2 separate regions of the Mus musculus genome follow, and region 1 is linked to region 2. Evidence: chromatin contacts called from public Hi-C data. All regions are on one chromosome and are shown on one strand. The core of a region is the stretch at or near the end of the contact, and the rest is flanking DNA. Distances in the headings are between cores, read along the strand shown.

Evidence for each region. Hi-C and Micro-C count contacts between places; a contact is called where the count stands out from the background.
Region 1: a contact with region 2 is called in a Hi-C map of cerebellum, with 1.9 times the contacts expected there. The contact joins the promoter of Efcab6 here to the promoter of Samm50 in region 2. A contact is called at or near these places in 10 of 39 promoter capture datasets (the 3T3-L1 cell line, 3T3-L1-derived adipocytes, cranial neural crest and 6 more), 7 of 484 Hi-C or Micro-C datasets (the HL-1 cell line, the HPC-7 cell line, the N1E-115 cell line and 3 more), 2 of 115 datasets of contacts at active chromatin or transcription factors (embryonic forebrain and embryonic stem cells) and 1 of 9 other capture datasets (adipose tissue).

The regions. Positions count from the first base shown.
Region 1 is chr15:84,063,700-84,068,896 of GRCm38.p6, reverse strand. Efcab6 (EF-hand calcium binding domain 6) reads left to right here and starts at 3,548. Exons shown (of 32, transcript NM_029946.4): 1 at 3,548-3,635.
Region 2 is chr15:84,190,029-84,194,970 of GRCm38.p6, reverse strand. It overlaps Samm50 (SAMM50 sorting and assembly machinery component), which reads right to left and starts at 2,731. Exons shown (of 15, transcript NM_178614.5): 1 at 2,587-2,731. The coding sequence starts at 2,607.

The sequences.
Region 1 (5,197 bases), core at 2,299-4,798, 130 kb after region 2:
AAACCTGCAGGGCGGCCTGGGTTAAGGCTGTGCAGCAGTCTGTCTTCTTGATTCCCGAGGGAATGAGGAATCTGTTGTTGACTTGCCCCACTGTAAAAATGTTTTCTCTCCATCCTTCCTTTTTTTGTGTGTGGCAGTACTGAGGATGGAACCTAAGCTGCACATATCGGAGGGGAGCCCTGGCCTTCACTGCAGCTTTTCTGAGTCTTTTTCAGGGGTGTCACCAGAGGGCTTGGGCAGCAGATACACGTGGTGGATGGGAAAGTGTGGGCAGTAAGTTTCCTGGGAGGTGAGGGTTAGGAAACATAAAGCAGAGTAATGTGGAGGGGTGTGGGGGTGGGGGGTGGGGGGTGGGGAGTGAGGGAATACCTGGCGGGCCCCTGCCAAGGTGTCCCCACCCCCCGAGAAATCGCGTCATACGACAGGGACAGGCCTAGTACAAAAGGAGGTTTATTGTGGAAAGGGAGGGGAGCGGGTACCTGCAAAAGGGGTAGGGACTGAGAAAGGAGCGACAGAGGGGGACAGGAGAGAAAGAGGTCTGGAACACACGTGGGAGGGGGGGAGAGGAGAGGAGATGGAAGGAAGGAAGAGGAGGAGGAGGAAGAGGAGAGATGGTGTAGGGAGCAGTCCTCTTATATGTGGCCACACCTGGCAGCTACAGGGCAGGTAGTAATGGCGGTGGGCGGGTAGCTGTTGGGCGGAGCCTAGCTGGAGTTGTCTGTAAGCCAATAGTGAGCCCCTCAAGTTCCTGGTGTAGATGATGCTGTGGAGGATGGGGAAGGACACAAACACCGCAGTCCGGCTCCAGGCCCCACCCTTTTGAAAGTAGCCCTTTGCAGGGCGTCCTGCACTCCGAGGGAACCAGCAGGGTGCTTGGAAAGTTTTCCCAGAAGAAATGACAATCATTAAATTGTTGCCCTGGGGCCACTGTCTCTGATACAGAGCTTGCTCTGTCTGGACAGAGATCAAACCCACACTAATAGGTGTTATGATTTCATTGGGCAATAAACACGTAAGCTGAATTTAGCTTCTTGTGAAAAAAATAGTCAACTCTTCACACAGAAGTAAGAAATTGCCAGTGCAGGAAAATACTTTACAGAGTAAAGATTGGGGAAGTGGAGGGGGAAACACAAAAAATTAAACCAAACATGAGCAAATCTCCAGGTTTAGGTTTAACACGTCCCATCAGGGATGAGACCCTGCCCTCTGCTATGGATCTCGAAGCTGGAGCACATAGCAAGCAAAAGGCCAGTAGTGTACAAAGCTCAAAAGGGACCCTGCGTTTGCCCACGAAGGTCCAGGCTGTGGCCTGCTTGCCTCTTATTTGCAGACTAGCTTCTCCTCCCTAAAGACTTCTAGAAATTTCCAGGATGTGTGTGGATGTGTGTGTGTGTTAAGTGTTTATGAAAATAATACTTCCCAAAACAACAACATAAGAAGGCTTTTGCAAATCTGTTTATTAGCAGGCAGCTGGATTCTCTTATCTTCTTTGATCTTATCTCCAGCAGAGCTTCTTTTAGGTGAGAAGAATTGAAAAAAAAAAATCCAGTAATGTCTTAGCTCCACGAGGAAATAGTTTTGACTGAATGTCTTCTGAAAAGGCTACAAACACAAGCAAAGGTTTCTGAAAAGGCTAACACATAGCCCTCTGTGAAGGGACCCAGGACAACCAGTACAGGCGTTGGACTCTCTGAAAAGCAGTTCTCTTTTGGGACAAGAGAAGGTGTCAAAGAAATTATGAACATATGGCATGTTTGTCAGGGGTGTATGGATGCTATTTCCTAATGACGGGAGGCCTGGTCATTCAATTAGAGGGATAAATGTGTCAGCCTGGTAGTGGGCAGGAGAGATTGCTTTCTCCTTAAATAGGCCAGGGGCAGGGGCTACTTAGGGTCCAGTTGTGCAGCATAGGGCACAGTACTCATTAATTCACCTGCTGGCAAAGATATGTGCTGGGTATCTTACCCATGAGGCTGTGACTTCCTCTCCAAATAAGAAGTCAGGAAGTCTGTAAGTGGGGCCTGTGGACTCAGGTCTGTGGATTCTCGTTCTGGACCTGACTTGATCAGCTGTGAATCCTTGGACAAAATATCGTGTGTGTGTGTTTCCACTGGACCTATCTCATCAGCGTCCTGTGGAGCAGACTGAACTAGACATAAAGTACTTACACGGGTGTCTGTCTGTACTGGCTGGTTTTGTGTGCCAACTTGACACAAGCTGGAGTTATCACAGAGAAAGGAGCCTCCCTCGAGGAAATCCAGCTGTAAGGCATTTTCTCAATTATTGATCAAGGGTGGGAGGAGGGCCCATTGTGGGTGGTGCCATCCCTGGGTTCTGTAAGAAAGCAAGCTGAGCAGGCCAGGGGAGGCAAGTCTGTAAGCAGCATTCCTCCATGGCCTCTGCATCAGCTCCTGCCTCCAAGTTCCTGCCCAGTGTGAGTTCTTGATCTGACTTCCTTTGGTGATGAACAGCAATGTGGAAGTGTAAGCTGAATAAACTCTCTCTCTTCCCCATCTTGGACATGATGTTTTGTGTAGGAATACAAACTCTGACAGTGTCTTAAGAAGGGAACTCCACAGAGCCAGGGAGAAGGACCATTACTGATGACATCAGTACTGTCATCCCTCGTGATGACTAGGTCTAGGGTACTCTTGGTACTAATTTATTTGTGAGGGCCTTATGGTTGTATACCATGCCATGTACTGGCACAAGGTGGAGTCCAAAGATAGTGGTAGGCAAAGCAAGCAGGTCTTGTGTTTGTAGAGTCATGCCCTACAGTAGACAAATAGGCCTCTGCCAGACATGCTAATTCTAAGTTAATCTTGCTCACCAGACATCCAGCTAGCACTCAGAAAGTATGGCATGGGGAAGCTGGATTCATTATCCACAAGGGCTAGAGAGATGGTTCAGTGCTTCAGAGCACTTGCTGCTCCTGCAGAGGACCCAGCTTGATTCCCAGCACCCACATGGCAGCCCACAACCACCTGTAACTCTAGCGCCCTCACCTGGCCTCTGTGGGCATTGCATGCACACGGTACACATAACACACAGGCAGACACATACTCAAACACATAAATGTAATCTTTTGAGGGCAAAATTAAACATTACTTTCTTATTTTTAATTGCAACATAACTATTTTTGAGACGATAATGTATTTGAGTAAGTGCATATTCGCACACAGATTATATATGCATATGTAAATAGGCTTATATAATTCTGATGAATATAGCAATTATACAAGAAAAAGAACACAAGAATATTTTGCTATAAGAATGTAAAGATAAATAACTCTGCTTCTCAGAGGTGGGGCAGGTCCATGGGACACGGCTTCAATCACAAAGAAATCCAACATAATAACAATAAAAACAGAAAAGAGGGATACACCCCACACCTCTCCCAGGGACAGCATTTCCGGAGGAAGTCCTTCCTAGGCCCGAATCTTGTCTGGCTCCGCCTCCTTGGCCAATCGCAACTCCTCTACTTGTCGGGGGCGGGGATTTACCATCCACCTGGGACGTACCCTGGTTGCTGGGGCAACAGCGTCCTGAAGACTTGGCTCATGCCTGCTTCTGGGACCCAGCGGCCAGGTCTGCAGCAGGAGAGTTGGCGGCTGAGTTGGTGACCACCAAGCCGGGTAAGGAGGGGGAGCGCGCGGGGCCCGGAGGACCAGGGCAGTGCGGGGCTGTGAGGAGCGAAACGAGGGGCGCGGGGGAGCGCGCGGGCGGCGGGCCCCGCGGGAGGTTCGGTCTCCGATTTCTCCTGGCTTGCAGCGTTCCTTACCCTGCTCATTTGCGCCCCACCTAGATCCTGAACACAACGTTCTCTGCTTAGTCCTGAGGAGGACTTGGGTGAAAGACCTGTTAACCACACAAGTAGCAAGTAGCAAAGGCAGAACCGCCTCACTCTGCTTCCAGGCAAACGCTGCCTTCCACAGCCATGTTCTATATCAGTTAACCCCATTGCCCACATTCCATATGAAAGAAAGCACTTCGTGAAATGTTCTAAGCTTTCAGGCTGAAGGCTGGCCCCCCAGTTCACCCTTCCACTCCCTTTTCTTTCCCTCCTAAAAAAAAAAAAAAAGTTTTGTTTTATTTATTTTTAGAAGGTCTCACTATGTAGCCCTGGGTAGCCTAAAACTTGCTGTGTAGACCAGGCTGGCCTTAACCTCACAGAAATGACCTTCCTCCTCCTGAAAATATTTACTTTCCACAAGTCTGCCTCTTCCAAAGGGCTTCTATATCACCCTGGGGAAAACACCTATTTCTCTTAAATTGTATCTATCCTTGAATAGTGAACTTAGAGAAATACGGTAAATAAATCCTATCTTTACAAACCACACTTCATTTTGGTCTTTAATCCGTTGCCTTCAGTTCAATAAACATTTCTTTGCCTAAGCTCCAGGGAGTGGAAAACGAACCTGCCGTTGGCTCCTTGGGTGTATGTGAATGGGTGTTTTCTGTCCAGCCTATGAATGGGAGGAAAAAGAATTCACTGGAGTCATCTGTGTGTTGGCTTTATTTACGTTCATTTTCGTGCTTGGTTTAAGGTAGGAATTTTTTTTTTAATTTAGAAGAAATGCTTACTGAAGCTGGACATGGTGGTGTACACATGCAATCCCAGAATTTGAGAGACCGAGGCAGGAGGATCTCAAGTTATAGCCTGAGCTACCTGAAACCCTGTCTCAAAATGAAGAAACCCACAAAGCTTACCTTATATTTGTTATCTTGCATGCTAATTTTATTTGCACTTCTACTTTGTATTCTGTGTCCCCCACCCATTTCCAGCCATACAGAAGTTGAGCACCTATGCTGTGACCCTGACAGCTAATCAGCACCCCCAAATAGAACCAGTTCTGCAGACCTGTTCAGCCACTTGATGCTAATGAAGTAATTACTCTAATAAAGCTACCTCATTGGTCTGTAGCAAGCTCATAGAGCAAGGGTTCTCAACCCGGGGGTTGCATATCAGATACTCTGCATATAGATATTATCCAGGCTGGTTGTGGGTCAACTTGACACAAGTTAGAATCGTCAAGAGAGGAAGGTGCTTCAGTTGAGGAAAGGCCCCCATGACAGCTAGCTGTAGGGCATTTTCTTAATTTTCGATCAGAGGCAGGAAGGCTCAGCCCAGAGTGGGTGGGGCCATCTCTGGGCTGGTGGTCCTGGGTTCTATAAGGAAGCAATCTGAACAAGCCAG
Region 2 (4,942 bases), core at 1,482-3,981:
AGACTGGAAAACACAATTACAGATACATGACACACACATACTACAGTGCTTTATCTGTGTGTACATGGAACATGTAATCTGTTCCCGTGAGTGAACCCTAAGTCACTGGAACACTTGGCAGCAGAGATTTCCAAGCATCCTTGAAGTGGACTCAGAGCAACATTTCAGGGGACTTTCAAGAACAGGCAGGCAGTATCTGGCTGCTTCCTGCAGTCAGGCCCCTCTACGGTGCCCACAAGCACTGATATGTGCGGAGCAAGGGGACTCTGGGGTTGCCTCTGCCTCCTCCTCCTCCCGGAAGGCTTTCTGCCACACGCACCTTGCACACAGGTTCTGAGTGTCAGGAAGGAGCCCAAGAGGATCACAACTCCTCCACACCTGCCCTGAAGACTGGTCTTCAGAGGACCTATGTGGAGACACACCTAGACTCCAAGCCAGTATAAGTGCCTCCATCACGAGGCCATGCTGGCTGCCTGCATCGTCTGAAGATCCACCTTAAATGCTATCTATCTTTGGAGGGGGTGAGGTACTCAGACAGGAACACAGGCCTTGAATTTACTGTGATTCTCCTGCCTCTGATTCTTAAGTGCTGCAATTATAGGCACGAGCCACCATGCCATGCTAAATATCCCCTCTGAACCATTCTGTGTGGTTTTGTGTGTGTGTGTGTGTGTGTGTGTGTGTGTGTGCGTGCTACAGAGAGACACACAAATAAAGAGAATACCCATGTGTGAAGGGTCAGACTCAAGTTCTCACAAACCCAGGGATGGTCTCATAGTCGCTACATAGCCAAGAACAGTCTGGAAGCCCTAAACCTCCTGCTTCCAACTCCCAACTTTCTGGAATTACAGCCACCATGTCCGGGTCCAAAGGGATACCTCTTAAATGTTAGAATTTTGTGACTTCAGACAGTTTCTCCCTTTTTTGGTACTCAATTCCTATTCATGGGATACTGATTAAATGCAATTTTCTTTTGTTCTTTTACTAAGTGAGGGGAAAAGAAAAAGGCAGGTGCATGCCTAGAGCCCTAGTACTCGGGCTGGCAATGGTTCCACGCTAATATGGGCACTTACCAAGGATGACAGACAAGACATCATTTCACGTCACTATTCATTGGGTTCCTGCTGTTAGTAATCTTAAATCACTATTAACGTCTGCCAAGTATGAAAACATCAGGCAGAGGAGGAATGTGCATGTGGATCCATGTGTAATCCAACGGTTGGCAAATCCGCTTTGTAAGGGCAAAGTCTGCATTCTATTATTTAAAAAGTTCCAATGGTCCCTCCTAAGATGGCAAAGCATGACACAAAGTCCTCCAGAGGCCACCAGCCCCACAATCTGGAGGGCAGATGTCACTGTGGTTCACACTTCTGCCACAGCTCAGTATCCTCCAGGACCTGTTTACCAATGGGGATTCTCTCACTACGTAGTGTTTGTTTTGTTTTGTTTTTAGACAGGGCCTCACTATATAGCTCTCGCTGGCCTAAAATTCACTGCATAGACAGGGCTGGACTTGAACTCACAACAAATTCACTGTATCTGCCTCCTGGGTGCTGAGATTAAGGGTGTGTAGTGCCATGCCTAGCTACTGGATCTATAAGCCCAGCTACTCAAAGGTATGAAGGATTCCAAATTCAAGGCCAGCCTGGACTACAGACTGAGCTCCAGGCTGGCCCTGACAGCCTAGTGAAGGAAAATAGTTGAAGAGATCTATGGATATAGCTCAGTGAGTGCTTGCCCGAGATACTGACACATGCTCGTCAGAAGCTTAGACAAGACTACTAATATGAGGCTAGCCTGGGCTACAAAGCCAAAGTCAGAAATAGGGATGGAGGAGATGCTGAGACAGCACAAGGGTCTTCTATAGTTTGCTCTGCCCATTTATGGGGAGGGAGCTCATTCTGCCCAATTCCAGGTTGCCAACTCAATGAAAGCCAACTCAAAAGTGAGGACAGATCGGCAGGCACAGGCACTCGCCCCTTAGGGCCTAATCACCAGAGTTCCATTCCCCAGTTTCCACACCACAAAGTAGGAGAAAACTGACTCCAGCTGTTGTCTTCTGACCTCCACATGCATGCACACACACACACACACACACACACACCCCTTTTTAAGCAATAGTGCTGGGTTGGAGCGATGGGTTCAGCAGGTACTGCTCTTGCAGAGGACCAGAGTGGTTCCTGACACCTATAAGGAGGCTCACAACTCTCTGGAACTACAGTTTCAGGGGATCAATTGCCCCCTTCTGGCCTCCACGGGCTATGCACACAAAGTGCGCGCGCACACACACACACACACACACACACACGCGCGCGCGCGCACACACTGGTGCACATAATAGTAACTGGAAACTGTAAAACAAGGCTGCAAAATAACTTGTTGTGTCTTGTCTTCTGACAAACCCTTCTTCCAAGCCTTGGTGCTGTAAGGTCACCTGGGGAAATTCCGCTGAATGACCTTGGGCAAGTCACCACTGCCCTCCCGACCGCGACAGACAGCCTCCGGCCCAAAGCAGCTCCCACACCCTCGCTGCCGCCCTTGCCCCAGGCGCGCGTGTCCCGCCCAGCCGCCGCGGGGGCCTCTCACCCGGGCGTGCACTGTCCCCATGGCTCCCTCTCCGGCTGCTGCCCCAAGGCGGTGCCCGCGCCCAACCAAACTCAGCTACAAACACAAGAGGCTCGGCTACAGGTCACGGAAGCTGCGTGCCGAGCGCCGCCATGTTGTACCACCTAGGGTCCGCCCCCTGACTCAAGACCCTCCGCTCATTGGTCCGTATGAGAGAGTGACCCGGATGTTCACAAGAACGCCAGGAAGCCCAGTGCAAGCGTGGAGCGTTCAGTGACGCCCAGAAAGCTGCGGTTATGGGCAGAGCTGGTCCCGTGAAAAGGCAACGGAGCTGAGCTCCTCGTTGTATGGGGGCTTACCCCGGTCTAGTCCTTGGAGCCTCAGTTCCACTTCTAAGGTGTGAGCAGAAGGGCGCAAGGAAGACAGAGTGTGTGCTCCGGGAACCGACGGGTCCAGTAAAAAGGGTCTGGGCTGAGGATGGGGTGGAGGCGTCTTTAAAGAGAGTTCGGTATGTAAAGATACTTGCCTCCAAGCCTGACAGCTTGGTTCAATCCTGCAGACCCACATGGTGTTAGGAGCGAACAGACTCTCAGAAGTGAATAAATTTCGCCTTCCCAGACTCCTCAGAAATGTGTATGACATTTAATTTATGTATTTACTTATTTATGAGACAGGGTTTCTCTGTGTAGCCCTGGCTGTCCTGGAACTCACTCTGTAGACCAGGCTGGCCTCGAACTCAGAAATCCGCCTGCCTGTCTCCCAAGTGCTAGGATTAAAGGCGTGCGCCACCACTGCCTGGCGACATTATATTTCATTTAAAGGTTTTTCCTGTGTAGGCCCGAGTGTCCTGGAACTTGCTCTGTAGACCAGGCTGGCCTCGAACTCACTGAGCTCCATCTGCCCCTGGCCTCCAAGTGCTGGAATTAAAGGTGCATGGACCACCACCACCCACATTCATATTTTTAAAAAATACTTATTTATTTATTATATGTAAGTACACTGTAGCTGTCTTCAGACACTCCAGAAGAGAGCATCAGATTTCGTTACGGATGGTTGTAAGCCACCATGTGGTTGCTGGGATTTGAACTCAGGACCTTTGGAAGAGCAGTTGACACGCTTAACCGTTCAGCCATCTCACCAGCCCCAGATTCATATTTTTTAAAAGATGAATGGAGCTCTCTTGAGTGTTCAGGTGAGGACGGTTACATAAACAAAAAAGACAGCTGTGCGTTTGTGTTTTGGTAGCAGAAACAGTTACTGTGCCTCAAAAGAATAATGTAATAAAAGCCACTGGTAGCTCTGAACTGCAGTTTACTAAAGATAGAGTGGGGTTCCTGTCCTCTGACCTGCAGTCAACCTGACACCACTGCACTTGACCACTGAAGCCTAGCTTCCTTTTCCATCCCCTCCTTCCGGGACACTCCTGACCTTTTTCTCGTTAAGCATCTGCAAAGATGGGGCCCATGTTCCCGTGAATCTGAGCCTGACACCATGCAGGGATTCATGAATAATTGCTATGTTCCTATCCTAACGCAATCTAGGGTACTTAGCTACTTTCCTTCCCAAAGACAGAGCTGGGTGAGGGCAGCCTGGTCTACATAGATGGCCCCAGCACAGCCTGGGCTACACAGAGAGACCCTGTCTCAAGCAAACAAAACAAAAAAGCCCTAAGGGCCCAGAATCATTCTCCCATCATGCACATACAATGTCTGTTAGTGCCACTGGTCAGGAATAGGACCATTGTCACAATTTTTGAGACAAATTTGAAGTGAGCTTTAATAAATAATGGCCAGGACAATAGACACTAGCTAGGTCCATACCCAGAATTCCCAGACTATGGCATCAAATTGCTTACAAAGGCAAAGCCCACAAGGCTATGTACTTTCTGCCTTCATCCACTGGAGGCAAGTATACCTCTCACCTATATGTGGTCATCACATCCTGTGCAGTTGGGGCCACCAAGCTTGTTTGCAGAAGTTATCTTACGTGGACAACAGCCTCCAGCAATCCAGGAAGTTATCTGTCCTGGGCCAAGTGGGACTTACAGGTTAGAGGCTTTTTTTTTATATAGGTCTCTTAAGCACAGTAATTTAAACTTAAAACATACCTTTAGCCCTCATATGTTCTCCCTGTTAGATTATTTAAAAAGCAGTTGTAGAGGGAGAGAAGACAGAGCAAGCCTTGGTCTGACCTTAGGTAGGATCATGTTTATTAACAATGAGGGAGCGTTTTGTCACCCACACATGCAGGTGGCCAAAATGGCCACAGGAGAAGCCCTCTATAGAGGTAGAAATGACTTACTAGTTCACAAGAGGAGACTGGGAAATGTAGTCCATCAGAGGGGAAGCTGGGAAGTGTAGTTCTTCATCAGTAAACG